7 separate regions of the Mus musculus genome follow, and regions 1, 2, 3, 4, 5 and 7 are each linked to region 6. Evidence: chromatin contacts called from public Hi-C and promoter capture Hi-C data. All regions are on one chromosome and are shown on one strand. Each heading gives the region's core, a stretch centred on a gene start, on an enhancer-like site or on the middle of the called end of the contact. The rest is flanking DNA. Distances are from core to core; before and after follow the strand shown.

Evidence for each region. Promoter capture Hi-C pulls out the DNA fragments that hold promoters and counts their contacts. Hi-C and Micro-C count contacts between places; a contact is called where the count stands out from the background.
Region 1: a contact with region 6 is called in a promoter capture Hi-C map of pre-B cells, with 5 times the contacts expected there. The contact joins the promoter of Setd5 here to the promoter of Raf1 in region 6. A contact is called at or near these places in 2 of 39 promoter capture datasets (liver and pre-B cells) and 1 of 115 datasets of contacts at active chromatin or transcription factors (large pre-B cells).
Region 2: a Hi-C map of B cells shows a contact between it and region 6, with 6 read pairs. The contact joins the promoter of Brk1 here to the promoter of Raf1 in region 6. A contact is called at or near these places in 1 of 39 promoter capture datasets (embryonic stem cells), 1 of 484 Hi-C or Micro-C datasets (B cells) and 1 of 115 datasets of contacts at active chromatin or transcription factors (astrocytes).
Region 3: a contact with region 6 is called in a promoter capture Hi-C map of embryonic stem cells, with 3 times the contacts expected there. The contact joins the promoter of Bms1 here to the promoter of Raf1 in region 6. A contact is called at or near these places in 1 of 39 promoter capture datasets (embryonic stem cells) and 1 of 115 datasets of contacts at active chromatin or transcription factors (astrocytes).
Region 4: a contact with region 6 is called in a promoter capture Hi-C map of pre-B cells, with 5 times the contacts expected there. The contact joins the promoter of Fancd2 here to the promoter of Raf1 in region 6. A contact is called at or near these places in 3 of 39 promoter capture datasets (embryonic stem cells, liver and pre-B cells) and 1 of 115 datasets of contacts at active chromatin or transcription factors (astrocytes).
Region 5: a contact with region 6 is called in a promoter capture Hi-C map of pre-B cells, with 2.8 times the contacts expected there. The contact joins the promoter of Csgalnact2 here to the promoter of Raf1 in region 6. A contact is called at or near these places in 2 of 39 promoter capture datasets (hippocampal neurons and pre-B cells).
Region 7: a promoter capture Hi-C map of pre-B cells shows a contact between it and region 6, with 4 times the contacts expected there. The contact joins the promoter of Vhl here to the promoter of Raf1 in region 6. A contact is called at or near these places in 2 of 39 promoter capture datasets (embryonic stem cells and pre-B cells) and 1 of 115 datasets of contacts at active chromatin or transcription factors (astrocytes).

Annotation. Positions count from the first base shown.
Region 1 is chr6:113,076,202-113,078,901 of GRCm38.p6, forward strand. It overlaps Setd5 (SET domain containing 5), which reads left to right and starts at 1,438. Exons shown (of 22, transcript NM_028385.1): 1 at 1,438-1,511. Gt(ROSA)26Sor (gene trap ROSA 26, Philippe Soriano) reads right to left here and starts at 1,043. Exons shown (of 3, transcript NR_027010.1): 1 at 973-1,043.
Region 2 is chr6:113,603,509-113,606,208 of GRCm38.p6, forward strand. Brk1 (BRICK1, SCAR/WAVE actin-nucleating complex subunit) reads left to right here and starts at 1,264. Exons shown (of 3, transcript NM_133937.1): 1 at 1,264-1,388. The coding sequence starts at 1,271.
Region 3 is chr6:118,418,040-118,420,739 of GRCm38.p6, forward strand. Bms1 (BMS1, ribosome biogenesis factor) reads right to left here and starts at 1,378. Exons shown (of 23, transcript NM_194339.1): 1 at 1,249-1,378; 2 at 370-578. The coding sequence starts at 545.
Region 4 is chr6:113,530,322-113,533,021 of GRCm38.p6, forward strand. Fancd2 (Fanconi anemia, complementation group D2) reads left to right here and starts at 1,361. Exons shown (of 44, transcript NM_001033244.3): 1 at 1,361-1,427. Emc3 (ER membrane protein complex subunit 3) reads right to left here and starts at 1,317. Exons shown (of 8, transcript NM_175101.3): 1 at 1,007-1,317. The coding sequence starts at 1,161.
Region 5 is chr6:118,137,856-118,140,555 of GRCm38.p6, forward strand. Csgalnact2 (chondroitin sulfate N-acetylgalactosaminyltransferase 2) reads right to left here and starts at 1,285. Exons shown (of 8, transcript NM_030165.3): 1 at 1,168-1,285.
Region 6 is chr6:115,675,203-115,677,902 of GRCm38.p6, forward strand. Raf1 (v-raf-leukemia viral oncogene 1) reads right to left here and starts at 1,433. Exons shown (of 17, transcript NM_029780.4): 1 at 1,034-1,433. D830050J10Rik (RIKEN cDNA D830050J10 gene) reads left to right here and starts at 766. Exons shown (of 1, transcript NR_152134.1): 1 at 766-2,700.
Region 7 is chr6:113,622,724-113,625,423 of GRCm38.p6, forward strand. It overlaps Vhl (von Hippel-Lindau tumor suppressor), which reads left to right and starts at 1,271. Exons shown (of 3, transcript NM_009507.4): 1 at 1,271-1,655. The coding sequence starts at 1,418.

The DNA of each region.
Region 1 (2,700 bases), core at 188-2,687, 2.6 Mb before region 6:
AGCTCCCTTACTGATAACAACTCAGAGCGACTTTGGGAGAGCAAGTGCTTCCTGCCTCCAAAACAGCCCAACTGAGCCCTCGCTCCTTCCCTCCACTCCCCGGAGTGCGCGATGGAGGTCTGGCTCAGCACGCCCCTCTTGAGGCAACTCAAGTCGGAAACGTGCTTGCACCCGCCCCGCAGCCGCTCAGCCCTACTGCCCGTCCCCGCCCCCAGCGCGCGCTTCCTGCCACGTTGCGCAGGGGCGCGCGGCCAGACTCTGCGGCGCGGGGCCGAGGGGAGGGCCGGAACCTGGGAGCGCCTCCTCGCCGCCCCCGCTGGCCGGCGGATGGACTCAACTTGCACGAACACGAGCCAATGGCAAGGGCCAGTTTTCTGGGCCCCGAGAGCCAATCAGACGACGAGGCCCGGCCGGCGGCGGGTAAAACGACTCCCCCAGAGGAAGGGGAGGGTGGGCGGCCGCTCGCGCGCGAGCTACTTTCGCTGACCCTCCCTCCCCTCCCCCGCCCCGCCAGAGGCCGACCGCGCCCGCACGTCCAGCTCGCCTCACCCCACCTACCTCCCGCCCCACCCAGTGGGCAGAGCGAGGCTGCCGGCGGCTGCGCACTCCGGCTGCCGTTAACTGACAGGCGCCTTACGCCAACCAAAACACGCCATTTGTGTTTTCACACACGGCGGGAGGAAAAGAAGCCAATCAGCGACGAGACGTCGGCCGGAAGCGCTCCTCCGCTGCCCCCCCCCCCCCGAGCCATGGCCGCGTCCGGTGGAGACTTTTCCGCTCCCTTCTCCCTCCCCCTCCGGTTGCTGCAGGGCGGACCGCATTCCTGCCCACCACCCGCTTGCCCCTTCCAGCGTCACGACTCGTACCCGGCTGTCTCACAGAACGGCTCCACCACGCTCGGAGGGCCTGCCGCGGCCGCCCATCCCCGCAAACGCACCAAGCCGCCCTCCCGCCAGAGTCCCGATCCCCTACCTAGCCGAGGCTCTCTGAGGAGCCGGAGCCCCAAAGCACAGCCTCTTCTTTAGGCGGCCCCGGCAGCCTCCGCTGATTGGCGGCGCACCGGCCAATAAGTGTGGGGCGGTGGGCGGAGAGGCCAATGGCGCGGCGGGAGGGGGCGTGTCCCGCGTGCCCCTGGCGCCGGCACTGGGAATCCCCGTGCGGTCAGTGGCGTTTCCGCTCGGGCAGCGGGCTGAGTGAGCTGCCGCCGCTGCCGCCGCTGCCGCCGCCGGGGGAGGGGCGGCCGCCGCCCGCCTGCGCTCAGAGACTCACGCAGCCCTAGTCCCGCCAGTCCGCCAACACAGTAGTGCCGGCCCCCTCCGCCCCTGGCCCTCCCCCTCCCCGCCTCGGGCTCGCTCCGCCTTTTCTGCCCCCCACCCCCACCTCACGGGTACGGGCCATTCCCGGCCAGGAAACGCCGTGGCGCCGCGTTGGGCCTAACTCGAGTCTCGCTGCCTCCCGGGAGTGCCGTGCGCCGCAGCCCGGGCCCAGGCCCCGGCAGCGCCTGGGTCAAGGTAAGGGTCCAACAGAAAAGAGACACCGAACCACACGACCGGGCCCCGGGGGAAAGAAGGGTCACCTCAGTCTCCCTGCGTTCCCTCTCCTCGGGGTCGTGGGCCTGGGCCTCCCCAGCCTGGTAGCAGGAAGATGCTTGCCCTTTTCGTCTTCTCAGCTACCTTTACACACCATTGCACCGCTCTTGCCCAGAGAGAAAGGCTCTCCTTCATCTAGTCGACCCCACTACCTTTTTAATGTCTTCCCTGGGTCAGGACTCTTCCCCTCCCCCTACTCTGGTCTCCCCTTTTTGCCTGGGTATTGCCTACTCCACGTTTATACCCTTTTCAGGAGAGGCCTCCCAACCCTGCTCTCAAAATACACATACTTTTTTTTCTGTCCCTGAGCCCCCCACCTCCCCTGTTCTTGCGGCCTTGTGACAACTCTGGTCGCTCGTGGGGGCCCAGTCCTCCCCTCCATAATCTTCCTGAACGCCTCTCCTCTGGTTTTCCAGTTCCTATCTCAGATGGCTGCTGCTTTTCCCACACCAAAGACATTACCTTCGCCACCCCCACCTCACATTCTTGGACTCCCTGTGGCGTATGCCCCAGTATCCTTGCGATATCCCTGTTGAATTTGTAGGGTTCTAGCCTGGAATTGAGCCAGATTTTGTCGTTTTCCCTGCCTAGGGCGTGGAGAGCGATCTTTTAAGAACGACTCTAAAGAAGAGGGGGAGGGATATGCCCCTATGAATCCGTGCAAGCCAAGATCCTAGGTAAATGGTAGTGGGCAAAAGCCCTGGTTTTAGTAGGTAATCGCTCAGAAGGAAAGTTTTAACTCCTGGGAAAGCCCCTTCTATGCTAATTTATTCTATCGGGCGCCTTTGCCTTTCTCATTCTTAGGAATAAGGATCTTTCTCCTGTGTACTGATGCTGCAGCCCGCCCTGCTGGCCTGGGTCAGGGGTGCGTGGATGACCTGCATTTTCTGCTTTCTCATGTTACTTGTGTAACGTCTTCACCAGCAACTCATTTTTCGCCCAGAGCTCTGGGCTCTGGGTTTTGTCTATACCTGGATTCCTTTTGCCAATTGTTCCTGTGCTCAAAATACTTAAAAAGATTCAGGTTCTCGAATTTCCTCCATACCTTGACTAAATTGTTTTTAGATGACATATTTGTGACCAAGGTCATGTTTACATTACTTCCTTGCTT
Region 2 (2,700 bases), core at 14-2,513, 2.1 Mb before region 6:
GAAAGAAAGAAAGAAAGAAAGAAAGAAAGAAAGAAAGAAAGAAAGAAAGAAAGAAAGAAAGAAAGAAAGAAAGAAAGAAAGAAAGAGAGAAAGAAAGAGAGAGAGAAAGAGAGAGAGAAAGAGAGAGAGAGAGAGAGAAAGAGAGAGAAAGAGAGAGAAAGAGAGAGAAAGAGAGAGAAAGAGAGAGAAAGAGAGAGAAAGAGAGAGAAAGAGAGAGAAAGAGAGAGAAAGAGAGAGAAAGAGAGAGAAAGAGAGAGAAAGAGAGAGAAAGAGAGAGAAAGAGAGAGAAAGAGAGAGAAAGAGAGAGAAAGAGAGAAAGAGAGAGAAAGAGAGAGAAAGAGAGAGAGAAAGAGAGAGAAAGAGAGAGAAAGAGAGAAAGAGAGAGAAAGAGAGAGAAAGAGAGAGAAAGAGAGAGAAAGAGAGAGAAAGAGAGAGAAAGAGAGAGAAAGAGAGAGAAAGAGAGAGAAAGAGAGAGAAGAGAAAGAAAGAAAGAAAAGTATTTTGCTCATTTGGTAAATATGGAGATTCAGAGTTGGTGGGACACCTCGAACAATAAAGACACTGAAGCTGATGATCTGAGTGTTCAGTCCCACAAGATGGAAGGTGAGGAACCCACTCCTGCAAGTTGTCCTGTAACTTCCGCCCGCGTGTTGTGCCACGTAAGCGCTCACATATAATACGAATAAAATAATTTTAACCTGGCGGTGGTGGCCACATTTTTAATCTCAGCACTCCGGAGGGAAAGGCAGGCTGATCTCTGTGAGTTCGAGGCCAGCCTGGTCTACAGAGGGAGTACAAGGACAGCCAAGACTACACAGAGAGACCCTGTCTCGAAAAACAACAACAACAACAAATTTTAAAAGAAAACGAGAATGAACAGAGTTGTGACCCAAGCATGACAAGCATTCTGAATAAACGGGATTCGTGGACTGTGCCCATCACAGCTAACAAGGTGCAAGAGAGCTTGGAGCAACCCTTAGGCGGAGGTGGGAATGTGTGGGCGCCCCCTAACGACAAGATCCGCTAGTGGTCAGCGGGTGCTTGTAACCGGGGACAGGGTAGCTCTTAGTCTTCACATCGCGAGTGGAGGAATCTTGTTTACCCCAGCGTGGGAGCCAAGCTAGAGCGCAGGGATTAGAGTGCGCACGCGCGTCGCTCTGCCAGCCCTTTCTGGGGCTCGAACACTCGGGTACTGGCTGGCGGCGCAGGCGCGCTGGAGGCCTGTAGAGGTCGCGGCGCCTGCGCAGTCACTCTTCCTCAGGCGGCCGCCATGGCGGGACAAGAGGATCCGGTGCAGCGGGAGATTCACCAGGACTGGGCGAACCGGGAGTACATTGAGATCATCACCAGCAGCATCAAGAAAATCTCAGACTTTCTCAACTCTTTCGGTCAGCGGGCGAGCAGGGGAGGCTGGGAGGAGGGAGGCCTGGGAGGCGGCCGGCGGCGGGGAGGAGAGGCGCGCCGCCCTGGCTACTCGCTTCCTCTTTGGCTGCCCGCCGGCCCCAGTGCCCTCACCCCGAGCCTCACTGGGCCGTTTCCGAGGGTCTACCCTGCCCGTTGCCATGCCCCACTTGCGCTCGTCAGCACGCCCACTGTCCAGCCTCTTAGGCCCATCCATCATCCGCCCCGGTTTGCGCCGCGCTTCCGTGCCAGTCTTCACTTGGCAGGCAGTGCGCAGCCGTGTCACGGTCACGGTCGCGCTTACTGTTGAGAGACTCCTGCTCGTTGTCCATCTCCTTCAGGAAGAAGTCCGAACCCCTTTGATGTCATGCCTTCTATTGCTCCCGTTTAACCACTCCCGGCAGGTTCATTCATCCCCGGCTCGATTTGGTGCTAGTGCTGAGGGTTGTAAGGGATGGGGCCCGCTCGGGCCTTGGGAATGGCTTTTCTAGCCCTGTATCTGCTTCATGGTAGGTGCTCTGGATGCTTCTGTCTGGCTCCTCGGATTTTACAGGGCAGATGGTTTCAGCAGAGTCCACTTTTCCAAAAAACTATTCCTAGGTGTGGCCGGCTAGTGACAGTCTTGATTTCTTTCTGCGTGCGTTCCTAGCCTTCTGGACTGAAAACCTGTTACAGACTTCTTATGGTCTCCGGAAGGGTTCTTTCAGGGACCTTCTTACACAATACAAGACGTGCAGATGGCATCCAGTGATCTTTTTCACTAGAGTGCTTTGGTTCTACTAATTAGCAACTTTCAGCATCTTGGGGAGAAAGTGCTGTATTTTGAAAAAAATTAAAGTGAATCGTATATTTTCTAGCTAAAGACCCGATGAGTCCTAAGTAGTATGATAGAAGGTAACCGAACAGTAGCTTCAATTACGGGGTGTAGTTCAGGGATTGGGCTCCTGAGTGGTAAGCACAAGACCCCGGCATCCCCCACTTCTTAGAGTTTTCTTTCTCTCTCTCCTTTTTTTTCCTCCTTTTTTTGTGTTTTGTTTTGTTTTTTGGTTGGTTGGGGGTTTTTTGTTTTGTTTTGTTTTTGTTTTTTGAGAAAAGAGAACAAAAAGGAAATTGGAAATGCATCATTAAGGGGCAGGGGATGCCTAGTCTGTAGAGTATTGGCCTAGCACCCACACACCATGCCTTTAATAGCAGCACTCAGGATGCAGAGGCAGGAGGACCAGGAGGAACTCCCAAGTCATCTGCTTCATAGAGAGTTTTGAGTCCAGCCTGGTAGAGCAAAGCAAACATCAGCAGGCG
Region 3 (2,700 bases), core at 128-2,627, 2.7 Mb after region 6:
TTATTTTAGTATTTTACATTAAAAGTATTGGGGGGGAACCACCAACACTTTAACTGCCATGGAGATATGCAAAGTTTAGGAGATTTTTTTGTGTGTGATCTAAATTGTGTAAATTCTTCTTCTTGGACAAGAAAGAAAGAAGGACAGAAAGAAAGAAAACAAAGAAAAAAGTGGGGAAAGGCAAAGGGCAGGTGTTAGAGGGAAAATGTTTCTTTGACAGAGCTCTGACATTTTAGGAAAAGCCATACGGCATGCCTACTATGGCATGCCTACGTCCTTCAGACCTGAGTTAAGACTCACAAGGCAAATGCCATCTGGGAGAGGCTCCCAGTACTTAAGGGAAGACCCACTAACCCCAGGTAAACACACCTGTGAAAGGACCTCGCCATCCGCACAGCTGACTGCACTGCGAAAGCTTTGGGGTTTCTCTTCCGGGCATCCTCTTCATCTCCAAGCTGTAGGTCTTGCAGGTGCCGTTTCTTTTTCTTCTCAGCTTTAGGCCCACTGTGCTTCTTCCTATGTTTCTTGTGGTCCTTGGTCTCCATGGTGGCTATTTATCTACTACAAATAAGTCTTACCTACACGGAACAGGGAGGACGGTGGTGGTAATCAATTATAATCAGGGTAACACAGGAGGGCAGTAATTTAATTTACTTAAGTGCTGATGTATTTGTTCATTGAATGGAGGTAGAAAATGTTTAGCCAGTATCTTCAAATTCACGTCCCTTTCTTACGCCATAAAGTATAAGAGTTAGCAGCACCAACACTATCCTTCTTATGTTTTATGTTGAAGCCATTTCGACAGTGCTCATTTTTTGTAATGACAGAAATACATCCTACCTGCTGTTCTCAGTACAGAAGCCTTGTGAACTACACGTGGTTACAGAGAATTTCAAGCGTACCTTCGGAAACTGAAAACTATCTTAAGTTTAAATTAATTTTAAACTTAGTCGCACGTGACTAGTGCCTACTATTCTAGGTAGCTTAGGCTGAAGTGTCCTTTTAACTTAAAACGAAAACAAACATACAAGTTTAAGACATCCGAACAGTGCTGAGCAGACTCGCCTCTCAGCTCCTGGAGGAAGCACATTTTCCCCTCCCGGTGATCTATTTTTGCTGGGAGAAGAACACGCAGCCGAGCTGGGCAGGAGCCCTCCCTGCTCGAGTGACCCGCTCCCCATCCAGCACTGCACGAACCCACGCCCTCCACACTCCCGGGAGCACCTCTCCGGCGGCCGAGAAACTTGCCTTCCAGCCCAGACGCAGCCTGGGAGCAGCCTGTCGGGAGGTCGAGGACCGACCGAACCGGGAAGCCGACGGGGCTCGCGAAAGCACTCGGACTCACGGCAGCAACCGCTCCAGCCCGCAAGCACGACGCCGGAAGCGGAAACTGTCCTTCTGCTTGTACCCGTCGGAGGGAAACGAGCAAAGAAGAGGGGAAAAAAAGGAACCCGTGGACGGACGACTTTCAGGGGAAAGCCGGAAGTAAGCTCTGGGTTGGCTGAGGGTTGCGCAAGCGCACTTTCAGATTTCGCACGGACTGCCCTCTCCTTCGGGTCCCAGCCACTCTGAGAGTCGGGCTCTCAGCCAGCGCGACCTGGCTTCAGAGGATCCGCGCGGCGCTGGGCCCTGGCCCGCTTATTTGAGTAGCAGAGGAACGCTGGAAGGACGCCCGAGTCATCGCCAGTCCCAACTTGAAAGCTGTGAATTCCGCCGCCCCATCCGCTAGGCTACCGCTCCCTGTCACCGCTGCCAGAGCTGTCCTCACGGGTTTTCAGCGCTCTGCTGCCCTCTTGTGCCAGGACCGACGGGCTGAGGGCAGGGTGCTCCTCTGTGCTCCTGGAGAGGGCGTTTTCTTCAGAAAACGTCTTAGCTTGCCATTTTGTGTGCATGTGTGGCTATGTGTGTCGTGTGTCTTGTGTCTCTGTGCTCAGCCTTGCATCCCCAGGACTCAGTCCAGTCCTGGGGAATAGCCCTCAAACCCCCAGTCCCGGTTATTTGCTACAGTTATGCTGGACTCAAAACTGAGCTCATCTCAAGGAGAATAAGAAGTAGGGTTTTTTCCTTGCGCCAAATAAGAGTGACTGCGGCCTGGGAATACGGATTCAGGTTCCCACAAAATAGCATGTTCATGCAAAACACAGCTCTCACCTCAATGAGCCAAGAACATGGGTTCAGTTGCCTCAAAGTCTCCCATTTTGTACCTTTTAATAGCACACCAACACAAAACAGCTCTAAAGGTTCATATGGAAATTATGAAACAAAATCAAAGGTTTAGCAAATGATAGTTTGTGAGGTTGGCCCTCCTATTTCTCTCTCCCCATCCTTTGACTATCATTCCAGTGACCATCATTCTAGCCTTTCTGCACATTCCAGAGCAACGCCCCAATTTCTGCAGGAAGTAGTTATAGAAAAGACTACATTGCCCTTTATCATCAACAAAAGGATTGGAATGTAAGATCGCAAACTGAGGACAAATGGCTGACAGAGGTGTCTATTGAACAAGTCAAACAGCCCTCAGTCCCAACCTGTGACAGGGTCATCCTGCCTGGCAACTATCCCCCTAGCTGAACCACCAAATGAGGCCTATGAGAAATTTCTCATACAGTCCAACGCTGGAAGAACTCAGGGCAGACACCATAGTGCTTGCTAACTCACTCATTAGGCTTATGCTTGCCTTATTTTCTTACATAGCACAGT
Region 4 (2,700 bases), core at 111-2,610, 2.1 Mb before region 6:
CACAAAAAGAAAGTAACTTTTAAATACGATAAAATGAGGTTTTTTTTTTTTTTTTCTTCTTCTTCTTTTTTTTTGGTTTTTCGAGACAGGGTTCCTCTGTATAGCTCTGGCTGTCCTGGAACTCACTCTGTAGACCAGGCTGGCCTTGAACTCAGAAATCCACCTGCCTCTGCCTCCCAAGTGCTGGGATTAAAGGTGTGTGCCACCACGCCCGGCAAAATGAGGTTTTTGTTTTGTTTTGGTTTTTGTTTTCTGTTCTCTGCAGAAACGTTTGAAACGTTTCTCTTCATTAAAGTGATTCCTATGTGATCTGGACAAGTCAAGGAACCAGCAGCACTGTCTTCAGCTAGTCTCTGAAAATGACTAGAATAAGTGATTGAAAACTGTTACTGATTTTAATGTGAAGTGGCTGAAGTTATGTCAAAGTTCTGTCTCCCACAGAAAAGCACTGTAAGAAGGCAAGTGAGGAGAGGAGGCAGGTGGAATGGTCCATCGCAACTCCTCACACGTCTCTGTGGTAGTCTCCAAGCTTTGGAGGCACTTTATACCTTAGCATCTCAGCAGATCACTACAGTTCTTTGGTAGTGTAGATTATGAAATTCACTTGCCTGGATGTTAGCAGGACTCAAGGGAATATTGCATCTGACTCTCAGTGGGTACTCTTAATAACGGAATGGAGCAGGATAGTTCAGAGAGAACCTCACTGACGGTTGGCAACTAGCCTAACAATATTAAGAACGTTTTCTTAAACACTTAGTACATGCAAGGCCCTGGGCTAAAGGCTTTTAGGTATCATCCAATCTAACATCTACATGCCTGCTCTCTCTATTAGGTAGGTACTGAGATTATTCCCATTTTACTGACAAAAATGAAACACAGCTAACCGCCAAGGTCAACCCGTAGGGGCGCGATGAAAACTCAGTTAAAGTGATACAATCAATCCCTGCACTTTCTTGACCAAGGTCACCCGGGAGTGAGGTCAGCAGGATAGGGTGAGGGTACTGACCTGTCAGACACTTGTTCCTGGGTGAGCTTCTTGTCGCTCTGCAGTAGGATTGACACGTAGTGGCGGATCATGCCCACGAAGAAAGTGATGATAACGATGGGCAGGACCACCCAGAGGCGGATGTTGGAGTCAAGCAGCAGCTCGGGCCCCGCCATCTTCGCTGAGAGTTCGCTGCGGGTCGGGAGGAGTTGGGTTCCTCCCGGCTTTCGGCTCCGGGCCTTCACCCGCCCCTCAGTCTGGCTGGCGTGGAATCTGGGGCAGCCTAGCTTTCTCCGCGCACTGTTTCCAGCTGGGCCGCCAGGCCGTCAACTTCCGGTGCGGGCGAGTAACGTCACGCCACGGCGCGGCTTTGATGGCGTCAGAGCGCCGTTCTTCTAGCGGGAAAGTCGAAAACGAAGGGAAGCAACTGGCGGGTCCCCAGGTTAGTGGCTTTTTAGGCTTTCCTGGGAGCGAGATGGTATCTCTCCGAAGTCAGACGGCCCTGACTTGTTCTAGTGTTTCCCTCTGAAAAGTGGCTGTCAGTGATTACATATTATTGTAGGAAACGCATAATAAGAAATCTCGTATAATAAGAAATTTGAACCTGTTTTTAGTTTTTGAGGCTTTTTTTTTTTTTTTTTTGGCAAGACTTATTTAATGTATATGTATGATTTGACCTTCTGTGTTTATGTGCACCACATGCATATAGGAACCCGAAGGGGCGCAGGATTCCCTAGAACTGGAGTTACAGGCAGTTTTGAGCCGCATGTTTGAATGGGAACTGAACCTGGGTCCTCTGCAAGAGCAGTAAACGCTCTTAATCCCAGAGCTGTCTCACCAGCCCAGGAACGTTAATCCTTAATAGAAACCATTGCCCTAGTCTGGAGAGATGGTTTGGAGGTTAAGAGCACTGGCTGCTTCTCCAAAGGTCCTGAGTTCAATTCCCCTTAACCACATGGTGGCTCATAACCATGTATAATGAAATCTGATACCCTTTTCTGATGTGCAGACAGAACATTGTATACACAGAAAAATAAAGAGAGAGAGAGAGAAGCTGGGTGGTGGTGTCACTTGAGAGACAGAGGAAGTTGGATCTCTGAGTTCGATCAAGGTCAGCCAGTCCTCAGAGTGAGAGAAACCCTGTCTCAAACAAAAGAAAGCAAAACAAAAAAACAAAACCAACCAAATAAAAAACAGTAATAATAATAATAGCCCATAGTCTTGGCTTTTAGGAGGTGGAGGCAGGAGAAGTTGCCTTTGGCTATGTATGAGTTCAAGACCAAACAGCTACACAAGACCCTAGAAGTTGAAAGTAAGACAAAACCCACAGATTCTGGCCTGTCTAAGAACCAAAAATAAATGAACAAAACAAGGAGTACAGATTCTGGAACCAGACTTTTTAGAGTTAGAACCTCAGCCCTTCCCCTGATTAGGAGACTAGTAATGGTATCTTTCTTAAGTTAGCATGTGAGAAATATGTAGATTATAATTAGAGCATATAAGACAAGGTTGTTTGTTTGTTGGTTATTGAGATAGGGCCTCACTGTATATCTGAAGCTGGCCTAGAATGTAACTGGTAACTATGTAGACCAGCCAGTCCAATTTACATGGTGGAATCCTGTCTTAAAAATAAATACGTACTAGAAAAATAGCTCAGTGGTTAAGAACACTTGCTGCTCTGCAGAGAATCTCGGCTCCTTTCCCAGCACCCACAT
Region 5 (2,700 bases), core at 35-2,534, 2.5 Mb after region 6:
AGAATTATCAACACCATACCATGATATGAATGATATCATATCAAAAAACACGAACAGTGACTTCCACAGCAATATTCTGAGAATACTATATATTAACTCCATTAACATGAAGCTTAAAATAGTCCAAACTAATGGCTGATGAAAGAAGTCAGAACTCTTAATGGGGAAGCAGGGGTAACCTATTTGGAAGAAGCAGAGCACTATGGGAATGTTGTACAATTAAAATCTGATGTGTGTAGCAGCAGACAAGGTAAGAAGCATGTAATGATTCACAGACAGTTCATTTTCATGCATTTGTTGACGTTTTTTTATATTTTATACCACTACAAAAGGAGTGTAGATGGATAAACAGTAATTTCTTAATTATCTGAAACTAAAGCTGGTTGTTTAATATCAACACTTCTAAGCCTCATATACTGAAAACACAACACCCTTTTTATATTCTTTTAGTCACATAATTTAAAAAAGATAGTAGCAAATATTCCCGAATATTATGCCATAAAACACCTTTTTATTACTTCGGAAATCAGAGGTGCTTTTTTAAATGCACCTTTAAGAGATGGCATTAATCCCCAAGGTATTAAAGGCCCAGGGGCCTTCAGTGGCATGAACTGTCAGGACACTGCATGTACATTTCAAAAACAAGCTAAAGCACACCTTCAGATTTAATGAGGACTTAAGAAGAAAAGCGTTAGATTTGTAACCAAACTGTCATGCCGCCAATGTCATCATCACAAACACAAGTACCGCTGTGGTATTTGACAAATTACCCAGCCAGTTGCTCAGAAATGCAGGAATTTTCTAAACTATCTGGTCCTTCTGACAGTTCTCCGTTTTTGGTTTTTATCCAGGTTCCGGCGATCATCAATTCCTACTCCAAGAGCATCTTTTAAAGGGGAGCGTTTTGTCAGAGGCAGGAGGGCTGCTGCCAGTGGGCGCGTTCAACCCCACAGTAAAAAGTTTAGCCACTCAGCAGAGATGATGACGAGGAGGTTAAAAAAAAAACCTGACACGCAAACCAGCGGTCCCTGGCAGCAGCGGTCTCCAAAACGGGACCAGCCTCGGGAGGGCGCGTCAAGGAAGCGCCGCGCCCAGCGGCGTCCCGGAGGGCTCGTCCGAGGGGACCGGCCGCTGCCCAGAGGCGCGGCAGGACACGGCGGTACTCACCGCGCCCGCCGCTCAGCGTCGCCGCCTCTGGGGACCTGCACACCTGGCCAGCGCCCTGCGCGGGGCCGGCCCGGCGCGCCGCCGCGGAGCACCGCCACTTCCGGCGCGCGCGAGGAAATGAGGGAAATGAGGCTGGGTTGCTGTGGCGCGCCCGCCTCCGCGGTCAGGCCCCGCCCTCCACAGCCAGACTCCGCCCTCCAGGGCCAGACCCAGCCCACCGCAGCCGGGCTCCGCCCTCCACACTGCCAAGTCCCGCCCTCCAGGGCCAGGCCTTTCTCTTTCCAGCTAGGACACGCCTATTCCTCCCTCTTCTGTCCTGTGCCCTGCACAGAAAGCTCCACAGATGACAGTTGATTCATCTAAAAACAAACAAACAAACAACAACTGAGATGGGTGCTCAAGCCCTGTGGGATAAATAGCCTGGGAACATCATGCCTTAGAGACACTTAACTAGACACGCATGTGGCTAATCGTCACATAAGTGCTAACCTGGCAGAGCTGACTAGCGGGGAGGCTGAGGATAGCCAACATGCCTTCTGCTCAGGGAAGATCGGTACTGAACACTGAAGAGGTCCTTACGTGTTTTTACTTAAAATAAATAATTCCATTTGCTGCATGTAAAGTACCGTGTGTGTGTGTGTGTGTGTGTGTGTGTGTGTGTGTGTGTGTGTGAAGTCTAGCCTTTTCAGAAAAGCACACACTGGCAAAGTTGGAAAGAGACTGGATATGCAGTCAGCAAGCCTATCTTAGAAGTAGGTGATCCAGACCGTTAAAGTTTTCAGGATTTCCCTTGTGGCATTAGAGGAGAACATCTGGGCAGAAGATATCTCAACAACTGTCAGCCAATAGAGCCAGCTGTGGTCAGGAACAAAGTGTCTCCCTTGGACAGCTGCTTCTTTAGGACGCACCTTGAAGTCCCCTCAGACATCCATCTTCTCTAGTACAATCACAAAAGACAGTCCACGTGGGTTAGCTGCCTGCTGTCTACCAGCCACAGTCCTAAGTATGAGTGCAGGGAGGCAGGAGAATTCTCTCCTAGGAGACTTGGAACATGGGGACCTTTAGCAAATGGTTAAGTGCCCAGCACTGCTAAATTTCCAAGATAAGGCAAAAATTCTCTAATGTATTAATAAAGTAGATATAAATGGCACCTCACTGAAATCTTAGCGAGCCACGATGCCAGACTCCAGCTTTGGCACTGTTAGTCCAAGCCCACATCTACTGTGTGCCTACGTTACACTTGACATTTCATTAACAGTTTCTGAGAAGTCCCCAGAAGCCAGGTGTGACATCTGCCTATAGTCCTAGCACTCATGAGGCTGAGACAGAAAAATGATATTTTTCAGGCCTTCCTGGATTACTTAGTAAGTTCCAGGGCAGCCTGGGATATACATTGAGCCCTTATCTCAAACAAAAAGAAAGTCCACAGATGTAGGGACCTTTCGAATGTGCCCTCTAGACTCATGTTCAGCCATAGAGATGCTTGGATTTTCCTTAGGGACACTTTAAATAGGATGGGGACTATGGCGGAAA
Region 6 (2,700 bases), core at 183-2,682:
TGACGTCTGTCTTCCTGCACCCCACATTTACTAGCTGCTCCCCCAAATCATCCCAACTCCCGCAGGCTATGCCTCTGAGCCTTGGTGCCAGCTGTTCCCTCCGCCGACAATGTCCTCCCCTCTGCCTCACCTGGCGGAACAGTCCTTCAAACTCCGCGCAGAAGCAAGCAAGGAACCTCAGGGCTTCTCGACTCTGCACCTAACTGTTCTAAATCCCAAGAACACTTGGGAAAACAAGCCTTATCACCTCCGGTTGTTTTCACGCCCCAGGAGCTGAGTCTCCAACGACCCCACAGGACGCATTGCAGGCATTCAGACGTGCCCTGAATTCATTCCCCACTTCTATACACAGACCTGGCCCATTCCCCAGGACCCAGTTACGTCTCAACCGGGAAAGAAGAGATTCGACTGTCCCTCCTAACAAAGAATGAAAACCAGAGGCACACCCTGGGCCCTGGAGAGAGAACAATGAATGAACACGGTCACCTCGTTTGTGTCCCAACTCTGCATCCATGCACCGGCTCTGCAAAAGCCTGGGAGGTTGTCGCTTCACACAAAAGGCAGCCTGGCTCCCGATCGCGAGCATCCCGGGCCACCCATTTGGAAGCCCCAGGCGAGGTCGCAAGCCTTTGAGGCGGGACCCTGACCGGTTTCTCTCGCTGCCTTCCCCGATTCCTCTTGTCTTCCCTAAAAGGGTGTCACTTAAGCGAAGCAGCCCGAGAGGAGGTGCAAGGCCGGGCTCCCCCCACTTCTGCAGCCCGAGAGAAAAAAGAACGAGCCCATCCCAGTGACAACACAGTCACTGGGCAGCTCTGGGAGGATTTTTTTTCCCCCATTGCCAAAATATGAGGAATGCTCGCTGGGCACCGGAGTGGCGCTGGCACGTTTCCGAGAAACACTGGGAAATCTGAGCAGGGGTGTGGAAACTGGCTCGCCGGCCATGACACCCGGCCCGCGCCCGGCCCGCCACCAGGATGACAGCGGCCTGGCCGACCCTGCGCCCCACGGTCGCACCGTCAGCCCTGTGGCCTACCTGAGGGAGCCGGGCAGTGCCGGGTCCCGTCGTGCAGCGGCAGCGGTGGTTGAGAGAACGCGTTGGTTGCGGTCACATTCGGCGTGTCCCCAGCCCGGGGGACGGGGCCCCGGGGAGGCCCCGCATCGCTGCACTAGCGCCCCGCGCCTCAGGGCACGCGCCCCAAAGCTCGGCCAGCTGGCCCGTCCGAGGGCCTGCGGAGAACAACAGAGAAGCCTTCCCGCCTCAAGTCCGCTCGGCTCTAACTCCCGCCATCCAAGATGGCGGCACCAGCACCCGCGAAGAAGACGCTCTCAGGCTATCCCGGGCGAGCTAGCCCTGCGCTCGACACTCGTCTCCACGACCTGCGGCGCCGCCGGGCTCACTGCCTCTGCGCGAGCTCCTGGGCTCGGCAGTCCGCTTAAAACTCGGCTCGGGGATCTATCGCTCGAGCCTGGAATGTGGCCCCGCCTCCGGGGGCGTGGCCTCGCGGTCCTGCGGCCGCCATTTCGGGGTTGACTCCGTGGTAGCAGAGTGACTGTTTCTGGTTGGAGGCCAGTGGTATTGGGCTGCAGCCGCGGTCCGGCCACCCGCGAGGCCCTCAGCGGGCCAGACGCGCCTGGTGACACACGGCACAGGGCTCCAGCTCTGGTGCTTCCTCTCCGAAGTTGACATCCGTGGAGAATGGCGGCCTAGGGGTTTTGTGGGAAAGCCCTCATGCTATGTGAAACCTCAGGTTCCTCATTTGTAGATGGAGTGTTCGCTGTAGTACACCAAGTTGACCAAAAACTAAAAGTATGGTGTTGCACACCTGTAATGCCAGCGCTTGGAAAGTGAGGGCAAGAGGGTCGGGAGTTCACGGTCATATGAGCTGCATGAGACCCTGTCTCAAAAAAGAAAAAAAAATTAAAATTGATGCGACAATATGGCCCACCGTAAACTGAAGCCTGTTGTGCGTCTTCGTACAGCCCCCGTGGAATAGACACCTGGAGGGCAATGTGTATTGTCAATTGTGCTTTTTTTTTTTTTTCCCCTCTTTGAAATAGGTTCTCAATTTTATTTATTTATTGTGGTTTTTCGAGACAGGGTTTCTTTGTCTAACAGCCCTGTCTGTCCTGGAACTCACTTTGTAAACCAGGCTGGCCTCGAGCTCAAAGAGATCGCTCTGCCTCTGCCTCTTGAGTGCTGGGATTAAAAGCATGTGCCAGATTCCCTCTTAATTTGAGGCTGGCCTCAGACTCTGGTTCTCCTACCTCTGTGTAAGTATTTTCCAAGTAGCCATTTGGGGACCCGCAAGGTGACTCAGAGAGTAAAAAGTGTGCAGAGTAAAACCTGATGGAAGAGAGAACAGGCTCCTGAAAGTTATCCTCTGACCTCCATTCGAACCCGGTGCTACGTGCGCAACCTGCAACCGCATTTACAAATACACAGACAAGTTTTTTTTTGTTTTTTTTAAGTAACCATTTATAAGTAAACATCTTTTGGCATTTAGTGCGTTCACAGTATTGTGTAACCACAACTTTGGTTCCAAAACATTTCCATTACTCTGAAATAAAATTACCCACTAAGCAGTTTAGTTTCTCACTAGCTCCCACCCAGAGCAACCACCAATACTCATTTTGCTACTACAGACCTGACTTCTAGATTATCTTGTGTGCGTGGATACTTATAAAGTATGGGGCCCTTTA
Region 7 (2,700 bases), core at 21-2,520, 2.1 Mb before region 6:
CATTTAAAAAAAGCTCATCTGATGAAACTTCTGCCAGAAATGTCTATGGAAAAATGGCACTGAATGTTATCTGATAGTAGTTGTATGCTAATTCTTTGAACCAGTCATGGTAGCACATATCTAGAATGCCAGTACTTGGGAGGCAGACACAGGAGTGCCACTAATTTGAGGCCAGCCTGGGCTATATATATTCAGCTGCAAGGCAATGGGAACTATGCAATAAGTCTGCGTCTAAAAAGAAAAAGACAAAATATTTTAAAATTCTATTCACAAACATAAAAAAGTTTGAAAGGAAACAAAAACTGGTAATACTGTTTTCTGGGAATGCAGATGGAAAAGGAGGGAAAGTTTTACTTTTGTACTCTGGAAGACATTTTGAAATGTGTAGTTAAAAATAGAGACAGACTCAAACTCATCAATGAGAAAAACTTTAAATAATAGCATAGGTGGGCCCGGCAGCGGTGGTACTCAGCTTTTATATCAACACTTGGGAGGCAGAGGCAGGAGATTGGAGGTCAGACTGGTCTACAGAGTGAGTTCCAAGAGAGCTGGAGCTACCCAGAGAAACCCTGTCTTGAAAAACCAAAAAGCAAAGGCAGAAGGGGAAATATGGCAAGCCCGTGGAGATCTTAAGAGAAGAAATTAAATTTAAGTACACTCAAAAAAAAAAAAATATATATATATATATGAGGCTCATGCCTGTAATTCCAGCACTCTGGAGTCAGAGGCAGGAGATCACTCTTAAGTTTGAAGCTGGTTTGGTCTGTACACGGAATTCCAGACCAGCCAGGGGGAAACAATGCTACCCAAAAAAAAAAAAAAAAAAAAATCCAACTGCCCTTGGTCCCTGTTCTCTGGAGTCTGAGGCAGGGAGATCTTTGAGTTCAGGACAAGCCGGATATACATAATGAGTTCTAGGCCTACATAGTGAGACCCTACCTCAAAGCAAGTCTTTCTGGCATGGAGATAACGGCTTTAATCCCAGTACTCTGGAAGCAGAGGCAGGCAGATCTCCGAGAGTTCGAGGCCAGACTGATCTAGGGTGTGAGTTCCAGGACAGCCAGGATTACACGAAGAAACTCTATCTTGGGGGAAAAAAAAAAAAGAAGGAAAAAGAAAAGGAAAGGAAACAAACAGAAACCCAACTGTAGGAGGTGGAATTTATAACCCGGGGCTCCGCCGCGGCCCCGCCCCGCCGCCCCGCCGCCCCGCCCACTGCTGCGGCCCCGCCCACCGCCGCGGCCCCTGGCTCCGTGCCGCCCCGCCCCCCAGTTTGAGGGCTCCCGGCGGCCATTTCCGCCTTCAAGTTGCCCGGAGCGCGTCTGGGACCGGCAGACCTGTCCCGGAGCGCGTAGATCCGCACGCACGCACGCGCCGCCCACGTCCAGCTTGCGAATCCGAGGGACCCGTTCCAATAATGCCCCGGAAGGCAGCCAGTCCAGAGGAGGCGGCGGGGGAGCCCGGTCCTGAGGAGATGGAGGCTGGGCGGCCGCGGCCGGTGCTGCGCTCGGTGAACTCGCGCGAGCCCTCTCAGGTCATCTTCTGCAACCGCAGCCCGCGCGTCGTGCTGCCTTTGTGGCTCAACTTCGACGGCGAGCCTCAGCCCTACCCGATCTTACCACCGGGCACCGGCCGCCGCATCCACAGCTACCGAGGTACGAGCCGCGCGCTAGGCCGCTGCTGCTGTAACAGGCGGGGCGCTTTCTCTCCGACCCCGAGCATCTTGTCCCTACCCACTGCATCTACCCCGAGAAAATGCCCGGCCCCTACCAGTGATTTCGGATGCAGTGTTAACCCAGTTCCCGGTCAGGTTCGGCATGCGAACCTGCCTTGGTGATGACAACTTGGAGGGTTACAGACAAAAAAAATGTATGAACAGACAAGAACCAGCCTGTGTCATAATTGCTGCGCTAGGCACCGAGCTTAGAGGTTTGCGAAAGCATGGGCAGAGTGTGGGTGCGTCCAGGTGAAGAAAGAGCACGCAGCTTAGGAGAACCGGAGTAGGATAAGTCAGCTGAGGGAGTTAACAGTTGTAGTTGGGGGATCACCTTTACCGATTGGCGTCTTGGCCGAAAACAAGTGAGTATGGGATAACGGGTTGAACTCTCGATCTTTCTGCCTTCGCCACTGATTTCAGGTTTGTACCAAGCCTGACCACGTAAGCTTATTAACTGTGACAAGCATCAGTGGAAGTCAGTCAGTTCTATCAGTGTCATGACTGGATGGCTATGAAAAACAAGTGAAGCCGCTCTCAGGTGTACAATCCCCAGGACTCAGAAAACCGAGGCAAGATGACTGCACCAGGCTTTTTTGGTTTGCCGCCAAACAGTGAGAGAAAAAGTTCAAAAGTTGATTTTAGCCGTAGTGAATTGGGGCTGTTTGACATTGCCTTATTTATGTATTGAAAAAAAATGTACCCAGATCTGTGTGTGGTAGCCCAGGACTCAGGAGGCCAAGACAGAAGGATTTCACTGAGTGCAAGTCCAGCCTTGGCTAAGCCCCAAGATTGTGTCTGAAGCAACCAGCCAGACAGCTGAGTGATGTGGGAATTTTGTAGATCAGGCTGGCCTCTCACTGAAATCCAACTTCCTTCTGCCCCCTGAGTACTGGGATTAAAGCAAAGGCCTTTGTCACCAAGGCCGGTTTATACTGCTCTTTCAGGGTTAGCTTCTCAGTACCCAGGTCAGGCAGCTCACAAGT